Regions from separate parts of the Cyprinus carpio genome. Here region 1 is linked to region 2. Evidence: chromatin contacts called from public Hi-C data. All regions are on one chromosome and are shown on one strand. Each heading gives the region's core, a stretch centred on a gene start, on an enhancer-like site or on the middle of the called end of the contact. The rest is flanking DNA. Distances are from core to core; before and after follow the strand shown. Region 1 overlaps slc29a4a (equilibrative nucleoside transporter 4). Region 2 holds the start of LOC109092410 (actin, cytoplasmic 1-like).

Region 1 (3,654 bases), core at 917-3,416, 120 kb before region 2:
CTATATGTATAATCAATATTCCTCAGTACTTAAATGTATAATTACTCTGTAACAAGGACAACTTAAAATATATATTTTTTTATTTAAATAAAATTATTGTATTTAAAATAATTATTTTCAATTTTAGTGTTTAAAATGTAATTTGTTCCTGTGATTGCAGAGCTTCAGTGTCACATGATCCTTCAGAAATCATTCTTATTTGCTGATTTGTTGCTCTTATTTCTATCAATGCAATGTTGAAAACAGTTTTGCTGCTTAATATGTTTGTGGAATATATTTTGACTGGTCTTCTAAATATTAAAATGTTTTTCTTCTGTGATGACAACACTTAAAAAAAGAAACGTCTTAACTACACTTTAAAGTTTGAGGTTGATTATCAAGATATTTTGAATGTAATGTGTTGCATCTAATCTGTTTTGTAAGTTGCTTACACACATTCCTCATTTTCATCCTCTTACAGATCACATTTCAGTCGCTGTTAAAGAAGGCCTTTTCAGATATTCCAGCCCAAAAGAGGGACTATGGGCTCAAAAGGAGTAGAGAGACGTAAACAGGCCACCCCTGGCCAGACCCCCGAGGGCAATGTGGTAATGAGCTTCAGTTTCGAGAGCTATCAGCTGGAGGAAGAGGACTGTCAGGTGAAAGACATCTCAGATAAAGGAGTGCTGGCCCTTTCAGAACCTGGTGAGTCTCTGCTGCATATGATGTGCCTTAATATAACTACAAAATGTCATTTGAGTCACTATTTGATATGTGTTGTGCTTCTACAATGTGTAATAATACAGATTTTGGTTTGGCAACGACTGGCCTTGGTTTAAAAGGTTGCAATACTTGGCATGTACTAGCTATGTGTAATCATGTTAGCTGCTGTCCCCTCATGTTGCCTGGTTACAAAGGTCATGCTTATTAAATCAGTGGAGTAGGAGAACATACACATTGATCTTTACAGTTTGCTAGGCTAGCTAAGCATATAGATATATTCTACTTTGGTCAAATATACGTTTTACATTTTTAGTCAGGATTTCATTTCTTCCATCTCTTAAATTAGGCATGCAGTGTTAAAGGACTAACGCTTTATAACCATTAGGAAGCCAGCAAGAGGCACAGAAGTGCTTCCATCAATCAGTTCCTCATCTGGAAAGAGAGAGAGAGAGAGAGCAAAATGTCAGATGTCTCATACATATGCATAAATATACTTCAGAGAGATGGCACACAGACTGAGAGACAAATATTTAAAACGCACATATTTTGAAATGTCATACAAATAAAACACAGACAGGACTTGTGTTTATAACTCTCACTCGTTGACTGTGAATACAAATGCGTGTGATTTCTGTGCATAGCGTTTGAAGAGCCTATTCCAGATGACCGTTACCATGGGATCTATTTTGCCATGCTCCTGGCCGGAGTGGGCTTCCTGCTGCCTTACAATAGCTTCATTACAGATGTTGACTACCTGCACCATAAATTTGAAGGTACTCCATTATATTTATAGATCTACATTTTCAGTAGCATTTACATGAAACAAATTATGGTTGAAATATCTGTTAAAGATTGAGAGTTTTAAAAAATGTTATACTTGTGTTTTCATGATGCTTGACAGAATTGCTCATTATAATGTTGTATTTTGATATGTGTGTATATATATATATATATATATATATATATATATATAGAGAGAGAGAGAGAGAGAGAGAGAGAGAGAGAGAGAAAGAGAGAGAGAGAGAGAGAGATACTTAAACAATTTACTAGCAGTTTTGTATTTTAATGTATCTTTAAAATTCAGAAATCATTCTAATTGGGTGACTTCGTGCTCAAGAAACTTTTTTTTTTTTCTGACCAGTGATCATCATGCACATTCATTGTATAAAGATAATCAGGTTTGGCATTTGTGTTTGTATGAAAAATGTCAAAAAAATCAGTTTGATTGAGCATATGGTTCCTGTATGATAGTAAGAAAAAAATGCAGTGAACTTCGAAGGTCATTTCCTTGTTGTCTTCTGTGTCTTTCAGGAACATCCATTGTGTTTGACATGGGTTTAACATATATACTCGTGGCCCTAGTGGCTGTGATCCTAAACAATGTCCTGGTGGAGATGCTGAGCCTGCACACCAGGATCACTGTGGGTGAGTGTGTTTATTTAGAGCAGACAGACAGTAAAGCACAAAGGGATGGGGGAGGAGCCGCTGATTGACCTGAGGGACTGAGTCCAGTCTGACAGCTGCATCACTCATCTCAACCTGAGGAATAACACTCACCAAATACTGATGAATACAGCTTACGTATAACCCAAACAGCAGATAAACACAGGAAAATTACACCACGACAATACCGACTGACTGATGACACACAAAAACACACACAGCCCCAAACCCTTCAATGGCAAACATCAAATACTGTGATGTGAAAAGCAGCCAACGGGAAAAAAAAGTGTCATTTTAACAAAAAAAAAAAAGGGAAAAAACCAAAAAAACAAAGAAAAAAAAAAAAAAAAAAAAAAAAAAAAAAAAAAAAACAACAAAAAAAAAAAAAAAAAAAAAAAAAACAAAAAAAAACAAAAATTCATTCCCGAAAAAACAAAAAAAAAAAAAAAAAACAAAAAACAAAAAAAAAAAAAAAAAAAAAAAAAAAAAAAAAAAAAAAAAAGAACAAAAAAAAAAAAAAAAAAAAAAAAAAAAAAAACGAAAAAAAAAAAAAAAAAAACAAAAAAAAAAAAACAATACAAAAAAAAAAAAAAAAAAAAAAAACCAAGAACAAAAAAAAAAAAAATATACAAATTCAACCCAAAAATAATTTCACTACAATATAACACTTTTAAATGCACATTTCACCCAAAAATAACAATTCTGCCATCATTTACTCACCCTCATGCTGACCTGGATGACTTCATTCCAAATATATTTTCAGTACAGTGTTATTCAGTGGTATATTATAATTATACCTTCCAAAACCCTCCAAAAACAAATCAAATTATATTATATAATCAAATATTATGATATTGTTTGCAAACAAATCAAAAGGAAATGCTATTTCAGTCTTTATACTTAAAATATATTGTGTTTAATTCAGTGTTACTTTTAACAGTTTTCTAATTATTTGTGAAATTTACTAGTAATTTCTGAGTGAAAATTGACACCAGTCCAGCACACCTCTTATTTACTGTTTTGAAAGTCAGCGCTAGTTGCCAGAAGTCAGTGCCAGTCTGCAGATTTGAGTTGACAGATTTCATGAAAATTACATAGTGTATGATAGTCACAGACTCTGAATTTTTAGCTTCAGACTTTGATTCCATCCAGTCAGAGGATATCAAACATGTTTTAGAACACTGATTTTAGAACACACATTGTTTTCATTTGTCATGCGTCTCCTAGCAACAAGTCTGTTAGTCTGCTAGTGGGTGATCGTTTAGTGTATGATGCCCAGTTTTTCCTCTGTCACTATTACAAAGTCTGTAAGTGTATGATGCCCAGTGTTTTAAAATCTGTTTAGATTTTAAAAGTCGTGTAGTGTATTTCAGCCTTTAGTTATGATATCTCAAATTTGTTTACATCCAAGTCGATCTCTTGTAGGTTACATCTTTGCACTTGGACCTCTGCTTTTTGTCACTATTTTTGATGTGTGGCTGGAGAGGTTCACCACGAAGCAGTCGTACA
Region 2 (3,496 bases), core at 945-3,444:
AGCACACGATCCACACATCCATGCAGAGGTTAGTTGGAAATCTGGAGTAAAGAAACAAGTGCAGAAAGAATAAGGGAGTGTGGCAGAAAACTGCAAAAACAGGCAGGCAAAGTATAGATAACCTGCTGCTTCCAGCAAAAGAGGAGAAACTCAGGAGCTCAGAGGACACAAAGCCTGGAGGAAGTGAATGAATGAACAGGAGAACTTAAAATGAGGTAACAGGACAGACAATAGACGTCAAAGCACCACTTGATGGCCAAAAACCAACCTGTGTCATCTTTTCCCTGTTGGCCTTGGGGTTCAGGGGGGCCTCTGTGAGCAGGACGGGGTGCTCCTCTGGGGCAACACGCAGCTCGTTGTAGAAGGTGTGATGCCAGATCTTCTCCATGTCATCCCAGTTGGTGACAATACCGTGCTCGATGGGGTACTTCAGGGTCAGGATACCTCTCTTGCTCTGAGCCTCATCACCAACGTAGCTGTCCTTCTGTCCCATACCAACCATGACACCCTGTAATAAGACAAAAGCATGTTAAAATTAGATAAACGTCAAGGAACTAAGTAGTAAAAACTCATTTAGCATCCTGAAATTAATCCTCCGTTTCTCACCTGATGTCTGGGGCGACCCACGATGGATGGGAAGACAGCACGGGGAGCATCATCTCCAGCGAATCCGGCTTTGCACATACCGGATCCGTTGTCAACAACCAGTGCGGCAATTTCATCATCCATGGCTGAACTGCAAAAGAATAAGAAACCCTGTTTAGAAGTGCACAGCTGCCATACAAGAGTGCTTCAGTGAGCATGTGACCACGTGGAGTCAACTTCCTGTTTCGTGCTGCATTCTACAGTCTGACCGCTAGTGGGTGCTAGAGTGACAATGCGCGCCTCAGATATGCCAGACAAAGGAAGTCCCTCTGCATTCTCTCATTATTACCATAAAAGGCAATGGTTTTAGCCGCTTTGCGGCTGCCGGCAGTGTGGCACTCAGCCAGAGTCGTAGGGTTCAGTAAAAAGGAACAGATTTCGACATTCATCACGCCAGGGCCACTCCCTAAATTCTACACAAATGAAGTTTTACATCCTCTTCGTCCTCGCCTGGTATCAATTACACAACCGAAATTCGGCGGGTGTCTGCCCGAAATGACTGCGTCACAGATCTGCAGTCCCTTCACTGACTCCTCACGAGCAGACTTCACACTAAACACGATCTTCCTCAGCCCTTTCAGTTTATATTAGAAAACCTGCTTTCTCCAACACGATTATAACCACCATTAAAAAAAAAAAATTAAGAACACTTCAGGTTATTAAAACTGACCAACTTCGCGTTACCTTACGTTTAATAAAGCTTTAATAGTTAACGTAGAATAACGTACTTGAATTAATCTTATTCAGTCATACTGAAAGACTGAAGGGCTGCACTATGCTAGAAAAAGCCATTTTCACTAAAAGGTGTCAGACGCGCTGAAAGTGAGCGAATAGACGCGTCTTTGATCACTTGAATATCAAAAGAGATGATTGTTTCATCAGGGTAAGGGCGGCAGATGAAGGCTGTTAGCCGGCTAACGTTAGCTAAAGTAGGTCACACCCTGCTGCAGCACCGCCTGCACAAAGAGCTGCCCATGCCGGCTACCCATCAAGTGTGCAACATGCCTCGCAAACATCTTTAAAACTACACTTGTACATATTTACAGCCGTCAAATCACTGTTATCCAGGGCACATCTCGATGTTAAAAGGGTTTAACGCTTATTTCACACCGGCCCATTCAACGTCGTGCATACAACGGGTGCCGTCATTGCCACCTGACATATCCACTAACTTACATAGAATTAAAATAACACAGCAGACATGTATCACGATTACCACATGTTAATACAGAATAACTAACATTTAAGCAAAAGTTTGTAACGTTACTTGACGCAAACTGCGAAATTACCGGTAAGTTAACTTCAATCTTCAACTAAATCTTCATTTGTACATGATAATTAACTTCTTAAATTAACGTTAACGAATTAATAATGTAATAAAAAGCTCACAAATCGACTTACCTTAGGTTGGGGGGGTTTGTCGACTTAAGAGAATGTGTTACAAGCAGATGATATTCCGCACTAGCTGCGTGTGGAGGAGCTCAAAGTGAGGCTGAGATGCTGGGCGCGCTCTTTTATATGACGGCAGATGCCCGGCTCTAGCCATAAAAGGTAAACTTTCGGAGCTCTGCGCTCTGATTGGTCCGGCGTCACACACCCGGCTGTCGCGTGCACATTGCTACACTTGCTTCTCGCAAGCAACTCGAGAGCGAAAGAAGGGGAAGCTAGACTATTTGAAGAGCCGGGCCTAGGCGATTTTGATCAAAGTTGGCTTTTTGTTAGCGAATTTTAATGCATTGCTTTCGGTATTCACGTATGTTGTTGTGAAAACGCCAGTAAGGCTCTTTTCAGTCTGTCCAAAAGTCTAGTATTGGTCATAGTGACGGACACCTCCTTGATCCTGTGTTGTGTTTACAATCTAACACAGCAGCAGCTCTGTAGGTCATTTACTTCTTATTGTATTCACAATAATACCATAATACTTATGTGTAGTGCTTCTCTATGCTAAATAGGGTTGACGTTGTTTTTCATTGAATTGAGGATAACAACAAAGTGACATTGACTGTATACTGTAGCAGAGAAGCCACTAACTTAGCTGGTTTCATTAGGTAATGTTTTCAGTGAAACCTGCGATGAATCAGGTTTGCATTCCTGTAATTGTGAGTTGCCTACACAAAATTCACAGGAGTAATATTTTTACGTGCTTAGGTGTGTGCATGTTATGTGATAAAGATGATAAAGGGAGAGATAGTAATGTTAGCTGCTGAGGGCTGTATGTGGGCCTAACCCAGGTTTATATTAGACATGACGTTAACTTAGCATTCAAGTCTTGACCACTGAAATGATGTAGATGTTTCAAGGCAAGGCTGGCTTCTCATTCGGAAATATATTACACATTATTGATATCCGTTCAGACAAATTAACTTTGACTTATGCGCTGGAGAGATTTAAAATAATAATAATAAATAAAATAAATAAATATTGAAAACATTGTTTTCTTCGCATAAGAACACAGTGTAGGCGTTCATGGTCAACTTCATTAAATAAAAAATATTTCTTGCATATTTCGGACGTTGCCACGGTTTGAATAATAGATAAGGCTGTGCTTGAACAGCAGTGATGCTGGGAAGCTGCATGTGACTTTCGTGCAACTTGGGAGTAATGCACATGGCCTTCAATGGCAGTTATAAACAAAAACAGCTGATAATGTCAAAATCTCTTGCTGATATCAAGGATAGTGTGGTTCTGTGGCTTATATTAATGTTTTTCGTCTTCAGTACATTTACAACATTTTTTAACGGGACACTTTTAAAGTTTTGAGCACTTTTCCTAACTTGTAAAATACATGAAATGATGTTCTCTGAATTGAATCCTTAGATATCGAAAGTTGAGTATAAGTTATGGCTCAAAC

What was found. A called contact is a pair of places that touch in the nucleus more often than the background predicts.
Region 1: a Hi-C map of liver shows a contact between it and region 2, with 4 times the contacts expected there. The contact joins the enhancer-like site here to the promoter of LOC109092410 in region 2. A contact is called at or near these places in 6 of 8 Hi-C or Micro-C datasets (liver, red blood cells and skeletal muscle).

Annotation. Positions count from the first base shown.
Region 1 is chrB3:20,138,928-20,142,581 of ASM1834038v1, reverse strand. slc29a4a (equilibrative nucleoside transporter 4) reads left to right here. Exons shown (of 11, transcript XM_042720145.1): 2 at 461-684; 3 at 1,344-1,475; 4 at 2,014-2,127; 5 at 3,571-3,654. The coding sequence starts at 522. Among protein-coding and RNA genes, the nearest start is that of slc29a4a, 13 kb to the left of the region's middle. Within about 2 kb of position 2,166, at least 1 of the 8 cell types and tissues checked has an H3K27ac peak or open chromatin away from gene starts, as enhancers often do.
Region 2 is chrB3:20,019,432-20,022,927 of ASM1834038v1, reverse strand. LOC109092410 (actin, cytoplasmic 1-like) reads right to left here and starts at 2,194. Exons shown (of 6, transcript XM_042720140.1): 1 at 2,047-2,194; 2 at 607-736; 3 at 269-508. The coding sequence starts at 729. LOC109092411 (a long non-coding RNA gene) reads left to right here and starts at 2,243. Exons shown (of 4, transcript XR_006154201.1): 1 at 2,243-2,522.